2 separate regions of the Sus scrofa genome follow, and region 1 is linked to region 2. The links are chromatin contacts, called in public HiChIP or PLAC-seq maps. All regions are on one chromosome and are shown on one strand. Each heading gives the region's core, a stretch centred on a gene start, on an enhancer-like site or on the middle of the called end of the contact. The rest is flanking DNA. Distances are from core to core; before and after follow the strand shown.

What was found. HiChIP or PLAC-seq counts read pairs in DNA pulled down with a chosen protein or histone mark.
Region 1: a contact with region 2 is called in an H3K27ac HiChIP or PLAC-seq map of skeletal muscle. The contact joins the promoter of LOC110255652 here to the enhancer-like site in region 2. A contact is called at or near these places in 1 of 5 promoter capture datasets (liver), 7 of 47 Hi-C or Micro-C datasets (alveolar macrophages, blood, embryonic fibroblasts and 3 more) and 2 of 2 datasets of contacts at active chromatin or transcription factors (alveolar macrophages and skeletal muscle).

Annotation. Positions count from the first base shown.
Region 1 is chr10:21,775,718-21,781,953 of Sscrofa11.1, forward strand. It overlaps LOC110255652, which reads right to left and starts at 3,113. Exons shown (of 5, transcript XR_002336251.1): 1 at 2,186-3,113. It overlaps LOC110255653 (a long non-coding RNA gene), which reads left to right. Exons shown (of 2, transcript XR_002336256.1): 2 at 1-858.
Region 2 is chr10:21,744,283-21,750,214 of Sscrofa11.1, forward strand. The region is part of intron 1 of LOC110255652; the gene reads right to left. LOC110255653 (a long non-coding RNA gene) reads left to right here. Exons shown (of 2, transcript XR_002336256.1): 1 at 1-5,932. Among named protein-coding and RNA genes, the nearest start is that of MIR181A-1, 50 kb to the left of the region's middle. Within about 2 kb of position 1,774, at least 26 of the 83 cell types and tissues checked have an H3K27ac peak or open chromatin away from gene starts, as enhancers often do. A contact at or near this core is called in alveolar macrophages, liver and skeletal muscle, where this site is marked.

The DNA of each region.
Region 1 (6,236 bases), core at 1,863-4,362, 33 kb after region 2:
ACTTCCTATGGGCATACACCCAACAGACACTGGCGATTAGGTGATTGAAAATGTGGCCCACAAAGGCGAAATTTTATATGTGATGACATCACCAGCAAACCTGGGTTTCTCCGTGATAGAACGAGATACGTGCCTGGCTGAGTGTCTCTTGAACGAGTGAGAGAGAGAGAGAGAGAGATGCTTAAAGAACAGCATCATCAGACACGATAGAACCTTCTGCAAGCTTTGCAAGAATCGTTCACAGACCTTTGACATTTTCCAGATTTCATACAGCTTCAGTTCATCCAAAAATGCATTTCCCGCACAAGCAAATCCTGTTTTGTTGCGTTAGCACGCTGTTCATCCTAACATATCCCGGTGGGTCGTTGGAGATGTGATTTCTGTACCCAATGAGGCGCATGCAGCTGTACACTATGCGGAGGGAGTTGCAGCCCACCTCCCCCCCGCCACAACCTCCGGGGACTTGCATTTGAACGGAGAAGACGTCTCCGTTTTCGAGGCAACGAAAGGGTTAAAAATTGAGGCTGTCTGGGGTAAGAGAAAGGGGATATTGTTGTCTTTAATCTTTCCGCAGTATGTGTAAGACTTCCATCCCGGATCTGCACAGAGCAGGGGGATAGGCCAGGCAGGGATTGCGTGCAGGCTCCTTGATTGTAGAGGGGGACCTGGCTGGAGTCCAGACAGGCTGGGGCTCTGTTGATCATTATGTCTGGTCTTCAGGTGTCTGGGCACACAGTGGGCCGTGGTGGGGGAGGTGTGGATAACAGGAGAGCAGACAAAGAAAAAAAAAATGGTGTATTTAAAAAAGATTATGCGAAGATGTGTGTCCAAGCCCTCTTTAAAAAAAAAAAAAAAAAAGCCTCCCGAACGTCTTGGACTTTTATAATTAGAATGCAAGCTCTGCTCTGGCAGATCTCTTTAAGCCATAATTAGTTATGTCTGGAGCCTTTGAATAATTCCTTTCCATAATTGATGGAGTTAATATTCTCTTTCAAAAAAATGAGGAGGACGATGTTTTCTTCCAAACTCCCCTTTGGCTGGAGGTATTGCCCGTCAAAATCTGCATCAGTGAAAAATCACATCGGTTGGATTTACTGTTTAATTTCTTAGGCGACTTAGCTGATAACTTTTTAAGGATTTGGATGATTCTAGAAGTGAGGGCATTAAGGCATTGCTGGTTTACCCTCGCTGCATGTAGAAAGAAAGCAATAGCACGGATCATTCTCCCCCATTTGTTTCCAATTATTTTATTAATTAAAAAAACTGCTTTGTATGTTGCTTCTGTTGGAAACTCCATCAAAAAAAAAAAAAATCTTACCGTGAATGTGACTTCAATGCTAAGGATACCCTTGTGTGCCAGTCCAAAGAAATCCCCAATTACTTTATTCTTTAAGCATTCTTCTATAAAGAAGCTTCGGCATGCTTCCTCCCTACCCCCACATCCTCACTCCACCCTATTAGGAATTTCAAAAAAAAAAAAAAAAATCTTTATACATGGAAGGCTGGATCCTGGGACAGAAAGCTGTCCTTTGCTTCTGTCTTTACACTGGCCCCTTTCAGTAGCCTCTCCCTTCTGCCGGGACGTGCTTTCATATTTTGTGGACTAAAACCCTAAAGACCAGTTCGGTCTCTATTATGATTAGAACATGAAAAGTGGTGGTTGAAAAAATAAATAAAAAGAAAGCCCTGGCTTGAAGCCATTGTTCAGAATTTAAGAGCTCCTTGCCCCAAGTGTCTTAGCCGTCTTTCATAGCTAATTATAATAACTGTCAGATGTCTGGAGAGTGGCTGGTGTCCTTGTCAGTGGAGTCAGCAAAGTTTGCCTTTTATTTTTCTTGGGAACGGATCGAATCTGATTAGACTCAAGAGCGAAAAGAAGTGAAGTAAGTACATATGTGTGTGCCTTCATTTTTTTCTTCCGAACAAAGCAGCGTGCCGGAGCACTGTTCCAAGGTGCAGCCTCCTGCAGCTCCTCTTGGAATGCCTGACTTTTATTTTTCATTCTTTATCTTTAACCAAATCAAGCATGCAACAATTGTTTTGGAAACCTTTTCCTGCCAGCTGAACACCCTTCTGTACACACATAAAAGAGGAGCACCAAAAAAACCACATCTTCACATATTGGATGCTTATGACATAAAACTATTGGAACCAGTACCCTGGATGGAAAGAAATGTATACTTACAATTTCAAAACGCTTATTTGTGCTCGTTCCTGGTCCCTGGAGGCACAGCAGCGGCTCTGGCTGGACGGTCTCTGATGCAGGTGCAGAATCCCTGATTCCAGGAAGGAGGGAGAGAGCAAAGTGTTTTCCCAAAGTCCCTCGGAACTCAGGCACTTGTGCCCAGGCATTCCTTGCTCCTGTGAAAGCCGTACTATCTGCAGTTCTGAATTGAACTAAATTACAGCCCATGTGAAAGACAGGGGCAGTGAGTCACGTGGGAGATACACAGCTATCCTATTGGCCACTGAGACACAGCTTAGGCATTCTGCCTTCTCCTCCATTGGTGAAGAGTTAAAAATGAAAGCACTTGGGTCCTCCTCTCCAGCTTATTTGTCCTTTATGTGTGGAAGAATGACTGTAGGATTTTACAGTGACAGAATTAGTTAGGAGACGGACTGAAGTCATCCTTCACGGAGCCTGGTGGGAGGGGACTGGAAGAGCTCAGCTTTTTCAAGATTTTTTTTTTTTCCCTTTTTATCCCCCTGCCCTGCAGTTTTGTCTGTGATTTGCCTGTCTGCCTGTCAGGGAAATGTGTGTGTGTGTGTGTGTGTGTGTGTGTGTGTGTGTTTCCTCAGTTAACTTTGGAGGTGACAGAAAGTAAATTATCCTCTTATCCCTTTGCCGAACTCGGTCATGTTTGGAAGCACAAAATCAATTTTTCTTCAATGATGAATGTTCAGATTTTATTTTGATGTGGAAAGAAGCCTAATTGCCATTCTAAACAGTCGACGTTGTACATTAGAGATACCCAGAAACAGAATTAACTTTTCTGAGTAGCTCCTACATAGCGGGGAGAATAACCCTGGAAAAGGTTAAAAGGCAACACTATCAAAAAAGCTTCAGTTAAGCAGGGCAGAAGAGGAAGTATACTTTCCATATTGTTCTTTTTTTTTTTTTTTTCTTTTTGGTCATTTTAGGGCCGCACCCAAGCATATGGAGGTTCCCAGGCTAGGGGTCTAATCGGAGCTGTAGCTGCCAGCCTCCACCACAGCCACAGCAACTGGGATCTGAGCCGCGTCTGCGACCTACACCACAGCTCATGGCAAAGCCAGATCCTTAACCCACTGAGCAAGGCCAGAGATCAAACCCGTAACCTCATGGTTCCTAATGGGATTCATTTCTGCTGTGCCATGATGGGAACACCCCCCAATTGTTCTTTAATTTCCCTCTTTTAATAATGAAAAATGACCATAAAAAGGGCAGCCAAAAGGCACTTTTCAGTTGTCACAGCATTGTTTAAGTCACCTGGTTGCTAAAAGTCTCCAGTGCATTTGTGAGGATTTAGAGGTGCAAGTCCCCTAAGGGAACCTCAGACCCTTAGACACCATCGCATCCCGTATTCCCCATGAAACGGTGGCTAAAGGTGAGGGAGGAGGCCTCTGATGGGCAATACCTCTTGATCCATTTACCCTGATCCAGGATCCAGATGTGTAAAAGAAATGAAGGAAACACCCGAGGGAGTAGGACTTGTTTGCTTTTCCTTGCAAACCTCCTAAGAGCCCGTCACTCTGTTTCATGAAATTGTTTAACATGTGACAACTCGTAGGCTAAGTTTCATTACTTTCATTTCCTGGGGACAAAACCGGACTCAGTTGCTTTTACCATCACGGTCCTGCTTGATGTGCACACCCACCTCTGATATTTCTGTCGACTTTTTTTCCCAGGAGGACAGTGGTGCTCCCTTGCAGGCACCTGGCTATTGTATCCGCCAGGGGATGCGCCAAGCACATCCCATCCCATCCTGTCCAGTCCTTTCAGTTATCCTTGGGTTAGCTCTGGTCATCTCCGAGGCAGAGCAGAGGAAAGGAGGCAGATACTCCGTTCCACAAAGTTGGTAGTTGATGGCCCTTGATTCAAACCAACGCTCCTCCACTTTACACACTGCACAGATTTTCATTATGGTGCTGCTGAAGTTTTTTTTTTTTTTTTCCCCTTTCTGATGCAACACATTTGACTATTTCACACATATGGCATTATGTGAAATATTCAAATTTCACTCAGTGGATGCAGAATATCTGCTGTAGTCACATAAGTGTGTTTGGTTCAGACCCACATCATACCATTAAGTGACCCACACGGGACGGTAAATTGGTCTTAGAAGGGCAGTAGACTATATTTGAGTCTGGACCCCCTGAAAGAGCCTTGTGTGGTCATTCAACCAGAGAAGCATCCACATTTATCAAAGGAACAAACTTTCCCAGCACATCGGTCTGGGCCTTGAGGTGTTTCATGGCTGGTCTGGAGCTTGAAATACATCGAACCCTGGGGTAAGTCAAATCCTGGATCCTTTCCTAAATAGTGTCAAAAGTTCCTCATATTAAGAATATCAAGAACCTTATGGACTTTCCTGGATGTGTCCTCCCTGCAACCACAGAAATTAAAGGAAACATCCACTCACACTGCCTATCCTTGTGGGGTCTGTTTGTCAACTTGAGGAGTGTCAGCATCCTTACCTGTGCTCCCTGTCACTCATGGCAGCTAGGCCGGGCTACCTACAGGTGGGTAGGCAGAATTAGACAATCATCTTATTTTTGACCTTGTTCTTTCATTGAGTGGCTCTGAGTTTTCCCTACCTTGCCTTTCCTTCCTGTCATCCAGAACTTTTCTAAGTCCACCTTCTCATACAGCACCCAGGTGACAATATCAAGTTTCTCCACTCTATTGAAAAGATTCCAAGGACGGGGTTATATCTCACTATTTTTTAAGCCCTCCTAATGCCCATCACAGCAAAGATGAGATACACATGTGCTGGTATTTTTTCTTTCTTTTGTCTCCCAATGATCAATTCATGAGCAGCCATCAGCTACGAAATAACTCTGGGACGATAATGTGTGAAAAACAACCACCTTTTAAAATGAAGTTAAAGTAAAGGAGTCAGACACTGGAGGACAAGTGGGGAAATTACTTGGAGACCATGGACTGTCCCCAATATTGGTCCAGATTAATCATGTAGAACAATGGCCCTGACTGCGCCGAAGTTCCCAGCGTTGCCACGTGTTTACTTAACTCCTGTTGGCTGCCATCTATCAACCTTTTCTGTCCTTCTCATTCACGGGGGACCAGGCTTCCGGTTCTCAGATTTCCTCTTTATCACCAGCACCTTGGTTTGGTCCCGTGTTCACAAGGATGGATGCCCAACCCTGTACTATCTCGGTTCACTGACCTCCCCCATCCCGGTGACGGCCGCCTCCACTCCCACCACTGTCACCCACGCCTGCACTGCACAGGCTAGGACAGTTCACCCTGGAGATTGGAAAATGCACCCACATGCTCAGGAACTACCACCGTCAACCCTTCCAACTCAGTCCTGTGCCTCCTGTTCCTTCCTTCTGATCCCTCCAGTTCGTTTGCGTCTCCATCACTACCTTCTCCTTTTCATGCCCTTTCCGTCCATGCTTCTTGCCTGTGACAGCTCATGGTTTAGGACATCAGACAGCATCTGGGCAATATTCCCAACTTTCCTGCCCTGTTTTCCTTCTGACACCCCATCCATCCACCAGAGAAAATTAATCCAACGGATTCTCTCCTCTAGGCTCTTCTGGGCTTCCAAGAGCTGCAAAAGAAGTCTAATGTCGAAAAAAGGGGCTACTATGAACTCAGAGTGTCCAAATTTGCCTCATCACCGAACGCTGCAGGAAAGTTCTTGGCCCATTCATTCTTGCCTTCACCATCCAGAATGCTCTACGACCTTTGCTCTACATGTTGCATGGACATTAACTCCCTTGCCCACTCAGAAATGTTTTCTTCCATGCTTCTGCCTTTCTCAAATCGCCAGCAGCTCTCTGCCTGCTCAGCACTTCATGGTAGTGTTTAAAAGCCCTCAGTTCTCTTCAAGACTTAGAAGCCCCTGCCAATGGTCCCAGGACACCTTCTCTATCCTGTCCTTCCTGAACAAATCTTTTGGAAGACTGAGTGCCACACAGTTTCAACTTTCTTTTTTTTTTTTCTCATTTCCCTGCCTGCTGAAATCTGGCTGTGTCCTCACCATGCTGTATTGATAAGACCACCCATA
Region 2 (5,932 bases), core at 524-3,023:
TTTGATTTAATAGAGGTTTTTTTTTTTTTTTTTTTTTTTTTTTTAAACTTTCCCCTTCATTTTGTAGACCCTGTGATGTGAGCCAGTGTTAATTCTTTATGCAGCAGTGGCATGTAATCAACATCCCTCTACTGAGCTCAAGATTCTTTATCCTTTTTAACCATGTGCTTAAAAAAAATTAGAATATCTTGCCACTGAATGCCTTTTTACAGACTGAAAAGACTTTTAGGTTCAACAACATTTGTTAGGTTTTGATGCAATCAAATGCAATTTCAATCTTCTTGAAAGATGCAGCCCTGCCTCTCGAAAATTGCACATATGTGTCAGCTTTCAATTTTTCTCACTGGTGTTTTACACATGAAGTCTATTTTCCCCGAGAAAATGGAATCTTTGTGTCTTTGTTTCTGGGCGCGCGGCTCTCAGGCATGTTCTGGTAAGGGGCTTTGACTGTCGAGGCTCTGGGGGAGGGGCCTGGCAGTCATTTGTCAGCTTTTCTTGCATCTGTAATTTCTGGCCACTCAGCAGTATTAGGGGGTCTCAGAAAGGGGGCGAGGCGGGTGCGTGGAGAGCTTGTCATTGATGAAAGCCAAACTCTGCGTAACTGCCGGAATTAACGACCAAAGAGAGAGAGAGAGACAAGTCCAAAGAACTTTTATTGTGCTTTAATGAAAACGATTTTTTTTTTGGAAATGGCTAATTGACACAATTGCACATGGTAACATTTTTCAGATCTCAGTTGAGAAAGCCCCTGTCCCTATTACGTTACCGATTTCATTGCTTTTAGCTTGGCACTGGCTCATGAAATTATTTAAATTTTCCACCAGCGGCTTCTGGTTATTTCTGCCCTTATGTCCCTGTAACATAACTGACAGCCCAATTAAACATCTGCATTTTTTAAATCTGGATTCCCCCCCCCCATAAGTCTTTTACTTTTCTTCTAAAACTTCCAGATGTTTTGGCTCCTTTAGGATTTGAATGCCTGCAAGTGTACTTGCTCCTATTTCAAAGACAGAGAGCTAGATGGGCTGGCCAGACGTTTCTATAGGAAAAGCTTTGTAATACACGCCTAATCAGGTCAGTACTTTTGTCTCTTTATAGGGGCACTTATGTTAGAACATATCTTACTGTCTTCCAGCTCTTTCCTATTTGAGCTGATCTTGGAAACACTTTTGTGAGCGATTAGAGTTAAGGATTCCTGCTGTGATCCGTTAATTAATTGTTACAGCCGATGAAGAAAGCATCCTATTTGTTATTTCTGTGTCTAGAGATGAGGATAGAAGATGCTGTGATTTGTTTTTTCTTTTCTTTTCTTCCTTTTCTTTCTTTCTTCCTTTTTCTTTCTTTCTTTCTTTCTTTCTTTCTTTCTTTCTTTCTTTCTTTCTTTCTTTCTTCCTTTCTCTCTCTCTCTCTCTCTCTTCCTTCCTTCCTTTCTTTCTTTCTTTCTTTCCTTCTTTCCTTCTTTCCTTCCTTCTTTCTTTCTTCTTTTTTCTTCCCCTCCAAGAGATAAGTTATAAGCTATGCAAGGCAACAATGTATTTTAACTGAGTTTCCGGCTCTGTACAAACATTAAAGGAATCACCAGTATCTTCCAGTATCTTGCCTTGTCTGGACAAGAGTTAAAAGCGTCTGTAATACACTTCAAGAAGAACGCTTTCCCATAATTAATAACAGGAAGCCGGGTAAACAGACATTTGCTGACAAATGAAACCGAAACAGTAACATATACACAACAATGTGGGAAATGAAACAACCGGCAGCAGCTCGGTATGGTTACACCCCAGAGCAGCTCAGAGGCAGTGGGTTTAAGCAACAGTCTCATGGTCCAGAGTAAATGATCATCTACTTCACATTTCCAGGTGATTTCTGACCATTTAAACACATGCTCGTAGAGTGTCCTCGTTTCTCCCACAGTTAGTATTTGGAAGAGATCTCAGGCTATTTATACTCTTAAAGTTTAGGCAGAAAATTATTATTTCCTGGAATATAGACTTTTCAGACAATCCAGTAAACCTGAAGGAAGACAATCTTTTCTTTTTCGAAACATGATGATGAGATTTTTTTTTAAAGCTCATTCCTGCTACACACTTCTGGAAAAGGGACCACCTAATGGGATATCTTGGTATATGTAAGGTTGCTTTATTTTGGGGCGGGGGGGGGATGCGAGTATTCATGAGGTCTCAGGTAAACTAAAGGCAACCGTCATTAATTGGACGAACCTAAAGGATCACTAGGCAGCTGGGTCCAGTTGTGCTGACAGCTCCAGACCAAGCTGCCCATGGACGTAAAGCATCTTTATCTACCACTTGTATCATAGAGTGGGAACGGTCTCAGCTCAGTACTAACCTTGAAAGCCAGCAAACTGATGTAATATATGGTTCCCCTGCTTCTTAGAAACAGGGAGCTTGATTTGAATTTGCTTTTGTGTTTTGTTTTTTTTTTTAAACAGAGTGAGCCCGTTCATGTACAGTTTTAGGAATGAGTCGCTTGATCCTTTAAGTGAAATATTTTTTTACTACGACTCTCTTAGAACTGTTAGATGTAAAATTAATCTCCATCAAATATTTATTTCTGGTTTTGTGGGATGAATAGGAGAATGAGGGGTGAGGGCAGAAGTGAAGTGAAGAAATATGAAGTGATGCACATATTGCAAATTAAAGGGTGCATTTTGAATATTCTAGTGTAATAAAAAGAAACCTAAACTGTGTCATATAGACAGAATTTTGTACCTTCCTGATAAGCTCCCAGTAAGTTAACATTAGAAAAATGCAGTATCCTGAGTATCAGAATCAGAGAATTTTGCACCCAGGCAACTGAGCTCAACATTGAAAGCCATTTTTTTTTTCCTTACCTAAATCTGCACTAGATATAAATTTAAGGCAGAGACATTATACTCAGAGCTGATTAGGTCCAATTAAAAGTAAATGTAAAATATTTCATGTTTTCATGGATGAAGACAAGTCAATGGGATACACTTTATCTCCAGAATCTTCTATTTGTTGTGGAGTTTGGAACCCATCAAATGAATAACTTCAATTTAAAGAAACAACTGAGTTGGAGTGAAGCTTTGTTAATTGTAAGCAAAACATAAGACATTTTCTAAGCTGCAAAAATCTAACGAGTTTGTAGATGAGAAAGAAATTATGTAAAGGTTTAAAGTGACTAAATTTAAAGTATACTTACTTATTTGGATGTTTGTTAAGTATAGAATGGACTATATAGGTATTGAATGTAAGGACTATACTAGCTATTCAGAATATTTTTGTAAGAAAAAACATAAGTTAATGAATCCTCGATGACAAGAAAAAAGTCATTCCTATTTGTCATATCCTTATAGAAAGAAAAGGAAAAGTCTAGCAGGTTTGGTACTAGGATTACTCAATTTGCAAATCGATGCTTTGGAAATAGAAAATATTTTTCCAAAAAATTTTAGATGAAGATCTTCTTGGAAGACTTTCAAGTCTAAGCTGTAAACGTTTAACTATTAACCATCAATTTTCACTGTATTGAACAATTATGATACATTTAAAAAATGATCATTTTTACAGGTAGACTCATTCCTTTTTTTTTTTTTTTTTTTTGTCTTTAGTCTTTTTAGGGCTGCACCTGCAGCATATGGAGGTTCCCAGGTTAGGGGTCTAATCGAAGCTGTAGCTGCCAGCCTACACCACAGCCACAGCAACACCAAATTCAAGCCCCGTCTCGAAACTACACCACAGCTCACAGCAACGCCAGATCCTTAACCCACTGAGCGAGGCCAGGGATCGAACCCATAACCTCATGGTCCCAACCCACAACCTCATGGTTCCTAGTCAGATTCAATTTGGCTGTGCCACAACAGGACCTCCCAGGTAGTCTCATTCTTGCACACTCCTGTCATGATAGTTAAAGTTGTTCTTAGAAACGTTTGGTCATAAAGATCGTGTAGCTGATATGGGTTATGTTGTGTAACCCAGAGCCATCAAACACCTGGTACACTCATTCTCCAGGTAGATTCCAGTGAACAGAATTTTCCCCCCTCCTCTCTTTGACTCCATCAGAGCTCTGTTTTCTCTCCTGATGGAGAAAATTAGGTGTATTTATTAAGAACAATGAGCTCTTCTCAGAATTGCCACAGAGTGAGTAAATCCGCTTGCTTGTGTAGGACACTAACTAAAACTTCTTAAAAATGGGATCTGGAAGCCAAAAAAAATTTATAGATCTCAGTATTTATTTAATTTATTAATCTCAGTATTTATACTGATCTCAGACCAGTATTTTGGACAAAGAGCTAAAATACATAAAGCAAATTTACAAGTTAAACCTGTGTCAATTTCCTAATTGTTTAATGTCTTCTGTGTTCATGTGGCTTGTGTCTGTATGTGAATTTCACTCTTCCGCTCGCTCATATACATGTACACTTGACAGCTTCTCTGTCACACTGTCTTCTAGTTTGTATTTGCTTTTTAGGAATCTGCCTCAGGGAAAACTGATTATCTAGTTCCTGACTTCTGCCCTGCCCTCTTTTATTTTTGTTCATGTAAGTTTTCATTTATCTATTTAATCCTTTAAATTTTTTCTCAAAAAGGTATCCCAAAGAGATACAATATATGGATGTGAATGGAAACTGGCAAAATTATTTATTGTTTACGTGGTGACTTGTGCTTTCTAATACTTTTCATAGTTGCTATAGTCCACTTGCTACCTTGTGAGTTTCCAAAACAAGCTGGGAAATGTCTCTTGTGATTGTCAGGTGTGAGCTGTTGCCTGGGAAAGCACTGGGGGGATTGGTACAGTTTTTTGAAGAGAATTTAGCAGTTTCAACACCAGCCTCCTGGCTTCCTGTTAAGCCTCATTGCTATGATCAAACAAAAACCTCTAAGACTATTCCACACTTCTCAAAACAAGGAAGTTCTTTGAAACTTCAGCTGAGGGTCTGAGGATCTTTTTGTCTTGAGTTTTTGTGTCCTTTAGTTATCACATCTCAATATATTTCCTGTCATTGTCATCTTTCCAAACACAGACTTGCAATACACGCTGAAGCTACTGGTGGAAAACCTATTATTTTGTTAATAATGAGCAAGCAGCAGAAATTATTAAGATTGGAAAGCAGTTATTGCATTAGTAGTACAAATATAGGTCAGACCTGTACAGGTATAAAGCCTATCAATACTAGGAACGCTGATTCTCCTGTAATAAACACCAGAAAGTGTCTAAGATATAAAGATCAAACTCTTTTTAAATTTGTTACCTTCTACTAAGAGCAAAAAGAGGGATTATCACTATCATCCAATTAGTATTCTTCTTTCCTGTCCCACCAGTCATATGTCTTCCTCCTTCAAAGGAAACCAAATTTGCTTTGCTGGAGGGGAAATTATGTTTATAAATTTTTATTTTAGAAAGTAAAAGCATCAAGTTTGTCTTGATGGTTTAACGGGTCGAGTCGACTTCTTCCCTAGTACTGTCAGAAGCTGCTTTAGTTTTACTAAAAGCCAAAATCTGTGGCTATTTAAGAATAAAAGTAAATTTTAAGTAGGAATGACATTTTTAAATGAAAGTCTATTCAAGAATAAAAGTAATTTTTAAGTAGGCGTGACATTTTTAAATGAAAGTCTGTTATTCAAATGAAAACTTTGAATGATGTCACTTAAGAGAATTCCTGACTTTTAAAGAAACAGAGACTATACGTAAAAGTTGCTTAGAAAATCTAAGCAGGCATCGTGAATTTTGTTGATGCTTCCAGGTGGGAGACTTACTGAAACTTTAAAAACATGGTACCTAAATTCTCCATGACAGAAACCTAGCACCATGTGCAGGCAACTTTTAGGAATGCATGTTGTTCAACTTTTCTTTTCCAGTCTGCATGAGATACAATGTCCCTAAAATTGTCCGCTCGCTTTTACTGATGTGAGACAGATAAGCATGTCAAATTGCACAGGGAGAAGGAGGCACAGAT